Regions from separate parts of the Rattus norvegicus genome. Here region 1 is linked to region 2. The links are chromatin contacts, called in public Hi-C maps. All regions are on one chromosome and are shown on one strand. The core of a region is the stretch at or near the end of the contact, and the rest is flanking DNA. Distances in the headings are between cores, read along the strand shown.

Region 1 (5,975 bases), core at 2,139-4,638, 39 kb after region 2:
TTGGTCCCTGGTGCAAGCAGGGTTCCAAGGTCTGGCTTTGAGGGAGCGACTGGATCATGACGCACTGCCTCCATCGTCAGACTGGCTAATCCACTGATGAACCCAGAGCGTGAATAGATTACCCAGAGTGGTGGATCACACCTGTGATCCCAGCACATGGGAGGGTGAGCCAGGAGGATTATTTGGTTAAGGACAGTCTAAGCCGGATGATAAGGCCCTTCCTCGATAAAATATAACAAAATTAAAAGAACTAAATAGACTCTAGGTTTGTGGTTGAACTGAGAAAAGTGAAGCTAGGTTGGAAGAAGTCGACTGGAGAGGTGCCTTTGAAAGTTAAGCTCGCTCGCTCGCTCTCCTCTCTCTCTCTCTCTCTCTCTCTCTCTCTCTCTCTCTCTCTCTCTCTCTCTCCCTCTGCTTCCTGACTGCATAAGCTGAACAACCTCTATTCCTGCATGCATTTTTTTCTGCCATGATGTTCGTTTGCCGTGTTCCAGAAGCAATGGAACAAGCTGACCATGGATTGAGCGCTCAGAAACCATGAGCCCAAATAAATCCCTCTTCCTTGAAACGGTTTCTCTCCATTATTTGCCACAGTTGATGGAAAGTCTGGCTAATAACTCGGCGTGGCAGCCTACCTACACTGCCTGCTCCCGTGCCCAGCCTGGATAGTTCATAAAGGCTGAGCTGAGCGGAGAAGCCTCTAAGAGTCCATTCCCCACCGCTTGTTCTTCACATACCTTCTTCCCCGAGAAAGACTTCTTGATGGTTTGAGCAGCCAGTTCCTTGCTGAGGAAGGAGGCTTGAGCATCCAGCCTGCTGATCCCCTGCGGCTCAAAGATGTCCACATCAATCTGCACCGTGGAAGACAGTCCTGAGCTAAGGCCCACTTGGACTAGCACCAAATTTCAGCCAAGAGCCCTGTGGAGCTGCCTTCTCCCACTGTGTGCACTATCCCCCAGTCCTTAGCAGGGCCTGGCTCATCTTAGGCAGTCCGGAAATACTGACTGAAAGATGCTTGCACATGCCTGAACACTCCAGCCTCGCCCCTCATGCTGACTGATACACAGTTGTCAGTATTTTTTTTTTTTTTTTTGTAATCTGGTGGCAGTCCTGGAAAACCCAGGGGGTGTATTTAGTAGATACATTATTGGGGTGCCATGGATGACAGTAAAGCTGGGAGGTTCAGGGGGCTTCCTGCCCGGGAAGAGCCCACAGGAACCCACTCTGAGGACCCAGTCTCACTCTTTGTATTTTCGGGTCTGGGCTGAGGGAGAAGGCTGAAGCGGTGCTGGAAGCCACAGTGGAGGTTGGGGTTGGGAGTGGGGAGGAGAAAGAGAAGAGTCCTGCCTGGGGACTTGCAAAGTACCTCAAAATGGTGTACCAGCTGCTTCGGTCTCACTTTGATGACGATGTCATACTGCGTAAGTCTCCTCTTTAGTACCTCCTCATAGGTGAGCTGGAACGTGGCCTTGCTCTGGGCTCCAACAGTGATGTGGATGGTAAACTGCTCCATATTTCTTCCCGAGGCCCTGGACATGTCACCAGAGGCCACAATAGGCAAAGGGGTGACGTGTGTTGTTTTGACACCTAAAGCATGTCCCTCAGAACCAGTTTCTCTTATTATCACACCATCCCCCAAGATGACCTCAACTGGACAGTGAAGGCTGGAGCTCAAGGATGACACCCATTTCTCCACAAGACAGAAGAAGATCAAGGGTGCCCAACCCTAGCCCTAGATGCCAGCTAAGACAGGTTTGTTCAAGCTTCTCTCCTCCTGGAGATGCTCCCTACCCAATAGCATCTCACAGTCCCTAGCTCTATCCTGAATGGGCAGAAGGGAGAGTCCTGGAGGCTTGGCCACTAAGGCCTGGAATTTACCTGACAAGGCCAGCATTCTCTCCTGAAATGGCTGCCTTCCGGTATTGCTTCCATGCAGTCACTTTGTCCTTTATGTCCCCAATGAATGCATTCCCATCTGCTGTTCTGCACGAAAAGGAAAAATCCCCAGTGGTGGTGACCTGACTTCACTGCCTCTCGGTTGTCCTCTGAGCCTAAGACCCTGTCCACACAACTCCTTGAAAAGGGAGTCTCTGCTGTCCGCTGCCTCTGCTTTCCCTGCTCAGAGGGCCCATGGGAAGTCAGTAGATAACCATGGTCACAGAGGCCACATCGCACTCTGGCTCTGCTCCTCAGGTCAAAAGCTTTGAGAACAAGCAGTCCAGATTTTCTGTATAAGGTGGGAGGTGATAACTCTGAGGGACCTCTTTCCTCCTGCCCCTCTAAGCTGTGCTGACCACGACCCAAGTGAGATCTGGGTACTCTGGCCTCAGGCTGAACAGGTGAATGGACACCACCAGAGTAGAGTGTAGGAGTTAGGTAGGGCATGCACGCACATGGCAAAGTCACTGATGAAGGCTGTCTTGGGGATTTCCACATCAAAAGCCACTTCCCTGGCTTTGTTAGCACTGTTGACCACTTGACTGGTGATGACGTAGTGGGCAAAGCGAGAGGTGACTTTGCAATTGACTTTCAAGCTCCTGATGGACACACCATTGACTGTCTGAAGTAAATAATAATAATAACAACAATAACAATAAGAGGAAGAAGAAAAAGGAGGAGGAAGAGGAGGAGGAGGAAGAGGAAGAAGAGGAGGAAGAGGGGAGGAGGAGGAAGAGGAGAGGAGGAGGAAGAGAAGAAGAAGAAGAAAAAGAAGAAGAAGAAGAAGAAGAAGAAGAAGAAGAAGAAGAAGAAGAAGAAGAAGAAGAAGAAGAAGAAGAAGGGATTTTTCCCACTCCAGAGTAAGGCGCCCAGATTCCTGAAGAATATAGCAGTCTTCCCAAGAAGACCCCCTTTCTTTGCTGGAGACATGAGGTGAGCAGTCACATTTCAAGCGATGGGACCCCTGCCTCTTGCACTGAGAGAGGGGTGAGAGAAAGCAAACCTGCAGAAAGGGCCCCATCTCAGACCCCTTTGCCAAGACTTCAACTTACTGTGTCCACAGCCTGTCGCTTCTGCAAAAACAAAACCACAGCCGAGTGTGAGTGGGGAAGCTCAGGGACCCTGATCCATTTATTAAGGGGTGGGAATGGGGTCTGTGTTCTCTACTCCTCCGCTTCCCTCCTGCTGCTGGGAAGCTCTCTCTTCAGGCAGAAATGATCCGGTGGGAGGGGGTTGAGGGGTGTGGGGGTGGGAGTGGGGAGCTCATGTCCCTGATGCAGGGTCTTCTGCAGCCCCAGGGCCTAGGCAGGCCTGTCTATGCTTAAGGGCTTAGTCACATACCTCATTGCCCCTGGGTCTGCCTGTTGCCAAGCCCAGAGCAGGCATGGTCTGCAGAGTGAGGAGACACAGCAGCACCCGTAGTCCTGTGACACCATCCATGGTCTCCAGGCTCTCGCTTCCTGGTCACTTTCCCCAGACCATTAGTTAATACTGTGCTGGACAAACACAGTTTAAACATTAGACACAGCGGAGGCAAATAGCAGGATTTAGGGAATCAAAACTTGGCAATGAGCTAGCTCTGTAGCTCATTGGTAGACGGCATGCACAAAGCTCTGGATTTAATTCCTAGGACAATATACATAAATATGATAAAGAAAAAAATCAACGTGTTACTTTTGCTGGTCTGGGGTAATAGCTCAGCAGGTAAAGGAATTTACCACAAAGCCTGATGACCTGAGTTTGAATCTTAGAACCCACATGGTTGAAGGAAAGAACTAACTCTCTCAAGTTGTCCTCTGACCGACCTCCACCTGTGGATTGTGACATGCATCTACTTATACAGAGAGGGGGGGAGGGGAGAGAGAGACAGACACACAGACACACAGACAGACACAAGACACATAGATACACAGACACACACAGAGAGACAGACAGACAGACACACACACACAGAGACATAGACACACAGACACAAGACACAGACAGAGACAGACAGACACACACACACAGAGACATAGACACACAGACACAAGACACAGACACAGAGACACAAGACACAGACACAGAGACAGACAGACAGACACACACAGAGACATAGACACACAGACACAAGACACAGACACAGAGACAGACAGACAGACAGACACACACGCACACACACACAGAAAGAGAGAGAGAAAGAGAGAGAGAGAGAGAGAGAGAGATGGAGAGACACGGAGAGAAAAAGCAACAGTTTTAATGGCAACTGGGCTTGATGGTGCACACTTACAATCCTAACATTAGGGAGGAAGATGAGGAGTTCAAGGCAAGCCTCCGCTACAGAGGGAAACCAGTTGGGCTCTATGAGATCTTGTCTTTAAACAGGGGCAAGGGAAGGTGCTGAGCTGGACCAGCAGCTCAGAGTGTTTGCTGCCTTTCCAGGGGACTCAGCTTTAGTTTCCAGTCCCTGTGTTGGACGGTTTGTGGTCCCCTGTATCTCTAGCTACAGGGGATCGACACCCTCTTGAGGTTTCTGTGGGTACTGCATAGGCTCACACGTAGGGAAAGTAAGTAATGCTTTACAAATAGGCCAGTGAATACTTTCTTCTCGTGAGCAGGTAGCTCAGGGTCGTGGGAAGTCCCTGCCAGACACGAAGTTGCCCTTGCGTATGCATCTGCAGTCTGTCAAGAAGGACTGCGAAGCCCTCGAATGCTTCATCTCCTGGCTCTAGTACCAGGCGGCCCCGGTCTCATATGGTTGATCCTGGCAAAAAGTCGGAGGGGATAAAATAGGATTTCTAACCTTAATGAAGCTTTTCGGTCATGCTTTGGCCACAGATATGATCAGGAGCTGCGGCACCCGGGTACACATTTGGTTCTGACGGAGCACGAAGCTTGGGGGAAGCACAGCGGTGACCTGTGCCCCAGGTCATCATCTCGCTGACCTTGCCAGTTTTGGAAAGAAAAACAGAAGTCAGCTTTGTCTTGCTTCCACCGGGCTGTCAGGCCGTCAGCATGGAAGGCACCCATGGCGGCAGCTTTTTAGAATCAAGGCCCCTGGAAGCCTTGTGTGGTTGCTCTTTATTGCCTAGGTTCTATTTATGTGTCTGTGCGGTGGCCACACTTGAACTTGGGTCTCTCCCCAACGCCCGTCACGTAACGGTAGGCATGCCCCTGAGATACAAAGCAGAGAAAGCAAGGTGGAGATCCCAGAGGGGAGAGTCCTCAGAGACCCGGCTTGCCCAACAAGTTCCTCAGCTGTTATGTACAAAGCCCTGTTGCCAACAAGCCACAAAAGCTGTCATTTGGTTAGGTCGTTCTATGACCTGGGGTGGGATGAGACCCGGGTGAGATGGAGGGGACCTTGCAGATAATCTGTTTGCTTATCCTGGACTTTGTCTCCCAGAGGCAGGTTCTGGGAAAAGGGTTTTGTCCTTAGTCCAGGGCGACCTTCTGACCTGTTTTCTGCCTTTGCGGAAGATCAGACAGGTTGACACGCTGCTGTACATTGGAGGGTCTGTTTATTCCATTACCAGCAGGAAAAGAGCCGGTGGTGGGCTGGGTACAGTGGTAGGAGTGGAATACAAGCGTGGCGAATCTTAGTTGCCCGGGTGTGATCAGTGAGCTGATGCCATGGGAAAGGGAGTGAGACACACTATTGGAACAGAGGATCCTGGGTGGCTGGAGGTGCCTTAAAGATCTGTAGACACTGGGAAGGGTGGAGCTCATCTCCACAGGAATCAGAAGAACAGCATTTGGGAAGGTGAACACCGGGAGAGGAGGGACTTTGACAGGCGGTTCAGGATCAGTTGGAACAAGTGTACTCTGGCTTCAATATGTTGCTGCTACAGACACTGGGGGATAGGAGGGTTTATTTTAGCTTTGAGGAAAGTCAGGGAAGAAACTCCAAGCAGGAACTTGAAAGAGAAGCCACGGAAGGATGCTACCCGGTGGCTCACTCACCAACCCATGCTTAGGAAGCTGAAGGCTACCTAAGGTGTGGTGCTGCTCACAGTGGGCTGGGCCCTCCTACAACAATTAATGATCAACACATACAC
Region 2 (6,381 bases), core at 1,167-3,666:
GGATTAAGAGGGTGAGAGCTGGGATCTACAGAACCCTACTCCTGTCCATGCTTGTGAACTAAGAACAGATGAAAGGATGCCTTCCCCCACAAAGAATGGTCAGCTGGGACACCAGGTTGTGGACGCCATTGTTTCCTTACTCCTTTCAAACTTCTAAAGTCCTGGATCCAGAAGACATCACAAATAATCCTCTTGAATAGTCCTTGGGCAACTGGGCCTTCCTGACCTGTATCAGAGAGAATTCTGGGGGGCTTCGAGGCACCCTACACTCCATGCTCCAGTTTTCAGCCGCCCCCACCTCACCCCCATCTCTTTAGTCTTACCTGAGGTTGGTTGACAGCCTGCCTATGTTTTCTCTGTTGTCTTCCTACCCTAGAGAGCTCAAGTTGAGTTATCAAGACGGGTTCCCGGGAACAGAGATTTCCTGCTGGACGGTGAAGATATAGAACTGACAGGAGCATTGTTTGCTACCTGCCATGTTGTCCTCGTATGCAGGCGGATGACACTGTGTGCCAACAGGGCCGCCTGTGAGGCCTAGACCTTGATGGGGAAGAGGATGCTCTCTTGTTACAAATAAAGAAGGGTGATGTGAACCCAGGGAGTTTGCTGTCATGATTCTATGTGGCCAGTCCTGCAGGACTTAGGGTCCCAGCCTGTGTATTTTGTCTCAAAGAGCATTGGACTCTTCCAAAACTGGTGGGGCCAGGGAAGCCCACAGACAGTTTTCACCCCATCCTTGTCTTTGTCACAGGAATCTAAAACCAGCTATTCAAAATGTCAGTGCAGCACCGAGTGAAGGCCTCAGAGCACTCTCCCGAGAGAACAGGGCTCTGGGTGCTCTGCGGTTGGCTGGACCATGAAAACCAGCTTTGACTCAAACAGGGTAAACTGTATGACATCTTTTTCTTGAAGAGAAGTGAATGGATGTCTTTTCATCCTGGAGAGGGCACCAACAACAGGTCAAAGAAAGGATTCCACCCCAGGCCAGTTGGTAAAGCCGTGTGTTTATTGAGTACTTACAGGATCACGGAGGGGAGCTCCATACAAGAGCATGAGTGACTCAAAGACAGTGAGTCATCATGGGAAATGACTCTTGAAAGTTGCATCCCTGGTGGCTGCAGGGCTGGCCAGTGGTTAAGTGCACTTGCTGCTCACAGAGGCCCAGAGTTCGGGTCCCAGAACCGGCCCCAAAGAAAACGTCCTAAGGGGCTGAAAAGATGGCTTAGCAGTCAAGATCATTGGCTGCTCCTCTAGGCGTCCCAGGTTGGATTCCTAGCCCTCACGTGGTGCCTCACAACTGTCTGTAATGCCATCTCTAGTGATCTGATGGCCTCTTCTTGCCCGTGTACAAATGGTACACGGAGGTACACGCAGGCAAGGCTCCCCCACACACAAAAGAAAATAAATTACATGTTAGAAGTAAGTGAAAGATAAAATACTGAACCCTTTTTTTAAAAAAAAAATAAGAGAAAGAATCAGACGTGATGTCACATGCCTTTGACCCTGGTTCTCAGGAGGCAGAAGCAACAGAGCTCTGTGAGTTCAAGGTCAGACCAGTCTGCACGTGGAGTTCCAATCCAGTCAGCAGCACACAGTAGAAAGAAAGGAAGAGAGGGGGAGGGGAGGAAGATGAAGGGGAAGAAGAAGAGGAGGAAGAGGAAGAAGAGGAAGAGGAGGAAGAAAAGGAGGGAGAGGAGGAAGCAGAGAGAACGAGAAATTTATACACTGGGGACGTCTTGCACAGCTTGCAGACAGTTTTACCAGAGTCCCCTCCCCTGGCAATTTCAGCTTGGAAAAGATTATTGCTTTCTGAGCTTCCTAATCTTTTACTCCTCCCTCCTCCCTTTTCCCTCCTCCCTCCTCTCTCTTCCTCCCTCCTCCCTCCTCCCTTAACCTTCTTCCCTTCAGGTGGGGGTGAGGGATACTTCGCTTCTGAGGAAATACCTTCACAACACCTAGTCCAGCTCCCAGACAGAGCATTTCACAGAGTTAAGCACCCTGGAGATTCCACCTGAAATATTTCTTTAAGTTTGTATTCTAACGCTGGGCTTCGTGGCACACAACTTCAATCCCAGCACTTGGCAGGCAGAGGCAGGCAGATCTCTGTGAGTTCAAGGCCAGCCAGGGCTACATAGATCCCATATCAAAAAGAAGAAGGAGGAGGAGGAGGGAAGGAAGGAAGGAAGGAAGGAAGGAAAGAAGGAAGGAAGAAAGGAAGAAAGAAAGAAAGAAAGAAAGAAAGAAAGAAAGAAAGAAAGAAAGAAGCCTGAATCCAGAGTTTCTTCATCTATCGACTCAACCAACTGTGGGTTGAAACTATTCCCGAAAGCTGCCGCCGTACTGAGCTGGTACAGAAGTTTCCTCTACTCTGCTCCTTCCTAACGTTGTCTAACACGGTTGGGTATTATATGGGCCCTGCAGATGGTTTAAAGAGCACAAGAGGATCTGAGCGGGTTGTATGTGAATACAACAGGGTTTACATAAGGGACTTGAACATCTATGGAATTTCGGTATCCGTGGGGTTCTTGAAACCAATCCTCCATGAATACCAAGGGACAACTGGACTCCTACAACAACCTACTTGAGAAAAAAGGGGGCTTACAATCTGTGGCTTACAGACAGATACTGTACGGAGAATCAAACCATGAGTATTGGAATAAAAGAGCCAAGCAGTCGGAGGGTCAAATCAGCCGCCAAAATAGAGGACACTGCCGAAGCAGCTGGCCAGGAAGCTCCCTCTCCTTGGTAGCCAGGATGAAACACGAAGTGAGCTAGCCCACTTGCCTGTTAGGGAAAGCAGACCAGATCATTAAAAAGACAGTCTGTGCCAGCTCTTGAGCAGTGGAGGGTGTTGGGTGGATGAGTCTTCCTAGAAGAATGAGGGATGATCAGGCCAGTGGATGAACTTCCGGCAGCCTTGCCCAATGTGTGAGAATGCATCTTGCACTGAGGTTCCTCCGCCTAGCCACCCTGGCAGGGGACCTCGTGCCAGAACACCATTAGACAAGAAAGCAGCCCTGAACGAGGGACTTCCTCTGGAACTAAGGACAGGTGAGCCTGCCTGGCCCAAGTTCACCCTTCTGGAACACAACCAGCTGGGCTGGCCCAGGAGTCAGTGCTGGGCAGCACCTGCAGGACAGTGAACCGCTAACCTTCACTTTTCTACCCACTGGCTGCTCTTGGCCCTGGGCAAGGGCTGGATTACCCTGAGAGCTATCTTCATTCTGTTCCGTGATGTCATGACGAAATACTTTGACAAATATTAACATAAGAGATGAAGGTGTCTGTGGTGATTTCATGTTACAAAGTCCATCACTGTGGGAGTTAAGGCAGCAGGAACGTGACACAAACACACACACACACACAAACACACACACACACACACACACACACACACACACACACACATCAGTACCCCCAATAGCCACATCTGCCTTAGTAAATCTTTTGGGACTGTCTATGACCCCAATCATGGTCCAGACATATTAACTAGAATAACTGATGTTTGAACAAGCTAAAACACAAAACTAAAATAGCTAAGAGGAAGCGTAAATCAGAGGTAATTGTCTTGTGCTCTCTGGAAAATACTGCTAAGCTCTGCAAAATGACAGATGTCACTTCGACTTCCCCTAAGCACTGATGTAACTGTGGTTTTTGTCTTTTAAACTGCTGTACCTCCAATCTTTGATACCAAGAGACATGAGCCTGCTTTTGAACACCGGCTAATGAAATTATCTATATGCATTTATTTGGCTTAATTAGCCAGATCGTCTTGCATGGATCATCTCCACGTCAAATCCACACTGTAGATCGGAGAACCTTAGGTTAACGCATTCACACCAATGCTCACCTGGTCCCTGCTGTCCTTTTCAGTTCAGGGCCCAGCCCAAGAAATACTGCTGCCTACATCCAGGCTGTGTCTGCCCCTTCCATTATCCCAGTTAATAAAATCCCTCACGGGAACAAGTCTGAAGTCCTCCCTTAGGCTCCACCCACAGGTGACCCTGATTCTATCAAGGTGACAAAATTGACGGACACTTGCTCACCCTGGATGAGAAAGGCTTAGAGGTGGTTCTGAAGGACAAAGGGGAGGTCACTCTGAGTAAGTACAACAAGGACACCCATGAACAGGGGGCAGCAGGAGCCTGGCCTAGAGAACGAACACTGAACTGAGGGAAGAGAAACAAGGGTGCTGTAGGTGAGGAAAGGGCAGCCCAGGCAGCGCTCCCTTCACCTGAGCAAGGCCTATGTCCGATGTCTGGCTCTCAGCAAGAACAGAGGATCTGAGGCACTGTGGGAGAAGGGAGAAAACAGCCAGCCTAATGTCTTCCCGAGTGGAGGTGCCTCCCTACTTGTGTGTTGGGGGAGGGGCAGAATTTGGGCTGCGTTAATTCTCCAGCCTGCTTCCCACATTCCCCAGGATCAGGGAAAGGCCTTCAGTTTGGAAGTCAAGTCTCATGCTACCTCTCTCTCTAGACCAGGAGTCCCCTTCCTTCCCCTCCAGGCCCTTGGCCAGTCTGAGCACTGGAAAGCCAGCTGTGATGTCAGCAGTGGGGAGTGTCTATAGACCTTCTGTAGTGGCAGGTATGACAATTCTTGTGACCCATAGCCACATGCTAGCCCTCCCACACACATATCCACAAACACGTGCATGCACCCTGCATTCAATATGGTCCCAGGTTTGATTCCTAATTCTAGCTTTATTGAACTCTCTGCTCAGACATCTAGCAAGCTACCCACCACTTCCTTCTCAAGAATCTTCTGCTCAGCATCCCTTAGGCCCTCAGTCAGAGACAGCTGAAGAAGCAAAGGATCCAGGAAGGATGATCACATGACAGAAGCAGCTTGGGTATCTGGAAGCTGAATGGTGCAGAGAAACACATGGCGTATGGACAGAAAGTAGAGAGGACAGAAGGCCTCTTGTCCCAAGAGCGATGAAGGGGGATGTGGTAGTACACAGAGGGATGAAGGGGTGTCCAAGTGCACAGATTGAGGTACAGCGAGAGTTAGCTGTGCTCTACGCAAAGCCGCATAGAAGCCAAAACACTCAGGCTGGAGATTATCTTCAGGTCCCTCTGTAGGGACCCCTCTGTCTCTCTAACACACCCCGGGTTTGTTGGAAGAGAGAAAGTGGCCATCATGAGGTGACAGGAGGATCCGGTGAATTCTGGCCCTTCTGAAGGCAAACTGTGGCGGTTGTGAAGATATGAACTGTGTTACATACACTCTGCCTCAGATCCTGGCCGTGGATATCGCGCCTGCCTGCTGACTCCAAGGGCGGCAGCTGGGTGCATGTAGTGGAGTGGGTGGGTGGGCAGCCGGGTGGGTAGTTGAATAGATAAGTGGTGTCATTTTACATCTGGAGTGTCACCAAAAGCCTATGTGCTTAAAGCTTGGTCACCAGCCTACAGCGCTATTAAGAGGTAATGGGGGTTGGGGATTTAGCTCAGTGGTAGAGTGCTTGCCTAGCAAGCGCAAGGCCCTGGGTTCGGTCCCCAGCTCCGAAAAAAAAGAAAAAAAGGAAAAAAGAAAGAGGTAATGGGACCTTAGAAGGTTGGGCATAGTGGAAGAAACTTGGGTCACTAAGGGCTGTGCCCCTGAAGGGAAACCTGAATTCATATGTATCTGTCCCTCTGTCCCTCTGCTCTAACACACACACACACACACACACACACACACACACACACACACACACACACACAGTCTCTCTCTCCCTCTCCTCCCCATCCCCTTCACCCTCTCCCTGAAACAGGGTCTTCTGTATCCCAGGCTGGCCTTGAACTCCTGTTCATCATTCCTCTACCTTCCAAGTGCTGGGTCACAGGAACGAGCCACCATTTGCATCTCTCTGTCCTCCTCCCCCTCTTCCTCCTCCTGTCCTACTTCACTTTTTAATTTTCATTCTTCCTTTGTTTTCCTTTGTTTTGTTTTGTTTTGTTTTTGAGATAGAGTCTTGTATGTGCCCAGGCTGGTCAGCAGCTCTCTATGTAACTTAGGCTGACCTCAATTCTCTTGCTCCTGTCTCCCAATCGCTGAGCTTACAAGCATATGTCACTGTGCTTGGCTCTCTTTTTCCTTTTTGACTACCATAAGGATGTATTGTGTCACTACACAGTGTCAGCCAGGCAGCCATAGGTTGGCTTCTCAAGTCTTCAGCCAGAATGAAGGCCCCCTCTTGCTACTATGTAACTATGAAGGCCCCTCTTGTTACTATGTAACTATGAAGGCCCCCTCTTGTTACTATGTAACTGTGGAATGTCCTCCGCAGGCTCACGTGTGTGAGCACTCAGTCCTCCAGAGAGTAGCACTGTGTTTGGGGAAGTCGCAGAACCTTTAAGGGGCGGGGCCTAGCTGGAGGAAGTGGTCACGAGGGGCCAGGTC

What was found. Hi-C and Micro-C count contacts between places; a contact is called where the count stands out from the background.
Region 1: a contact with region 2 is called in a Hi-C map of liver, with 7 times the contacts expected there. The contact joins the promoter of Itih1 here to the enhancer-like site in region 2. A contact is called at or near these places in 4 of 12 Hi-C or Micro-C datasets (hepatocytes, kidney and liver).

What each region holds. Positions count from the first base shown.
Region 1 is chr16:6,139,425-6,145,399 of GRCr8, forward strand. It overlaps Itih1 (inter-alpha trypsin inhibitor, heavy chain 1), which reads right to left and starts at 3,389. Exons shown (of 22, transcript NM_001107291.2): 1 at 3,280-3,389; 2 at 2,991-3,011; 3 at 2,394-2,560; 4 at 1,879-1,983; 5 at 1,367-1,529; 6 at 738-851. The coding sequence starts at 3,378.
Region 2 is chr16:6,101,570-6,107,950 of GRCr8, forward strand. Itih4 (inter-alpha-trypsin inhibitor heavy chain 4) reads left to right here. Exons shown (of 23, transcript NM_019369.2): 23 at 377-593. The coding sequence ends at 446. Among named protein-coding and RNA genes, the nearest start is that of Itih4, 18 kb to the left of the region's middle. Within about 2 kb of position 2,417, at least 4 of the 93 cell types and tissues checked have an H3K27ac peak or open chromatin away from gene starts, as enhancers often do. A contact at or near this core is called in liver, where this site is marked.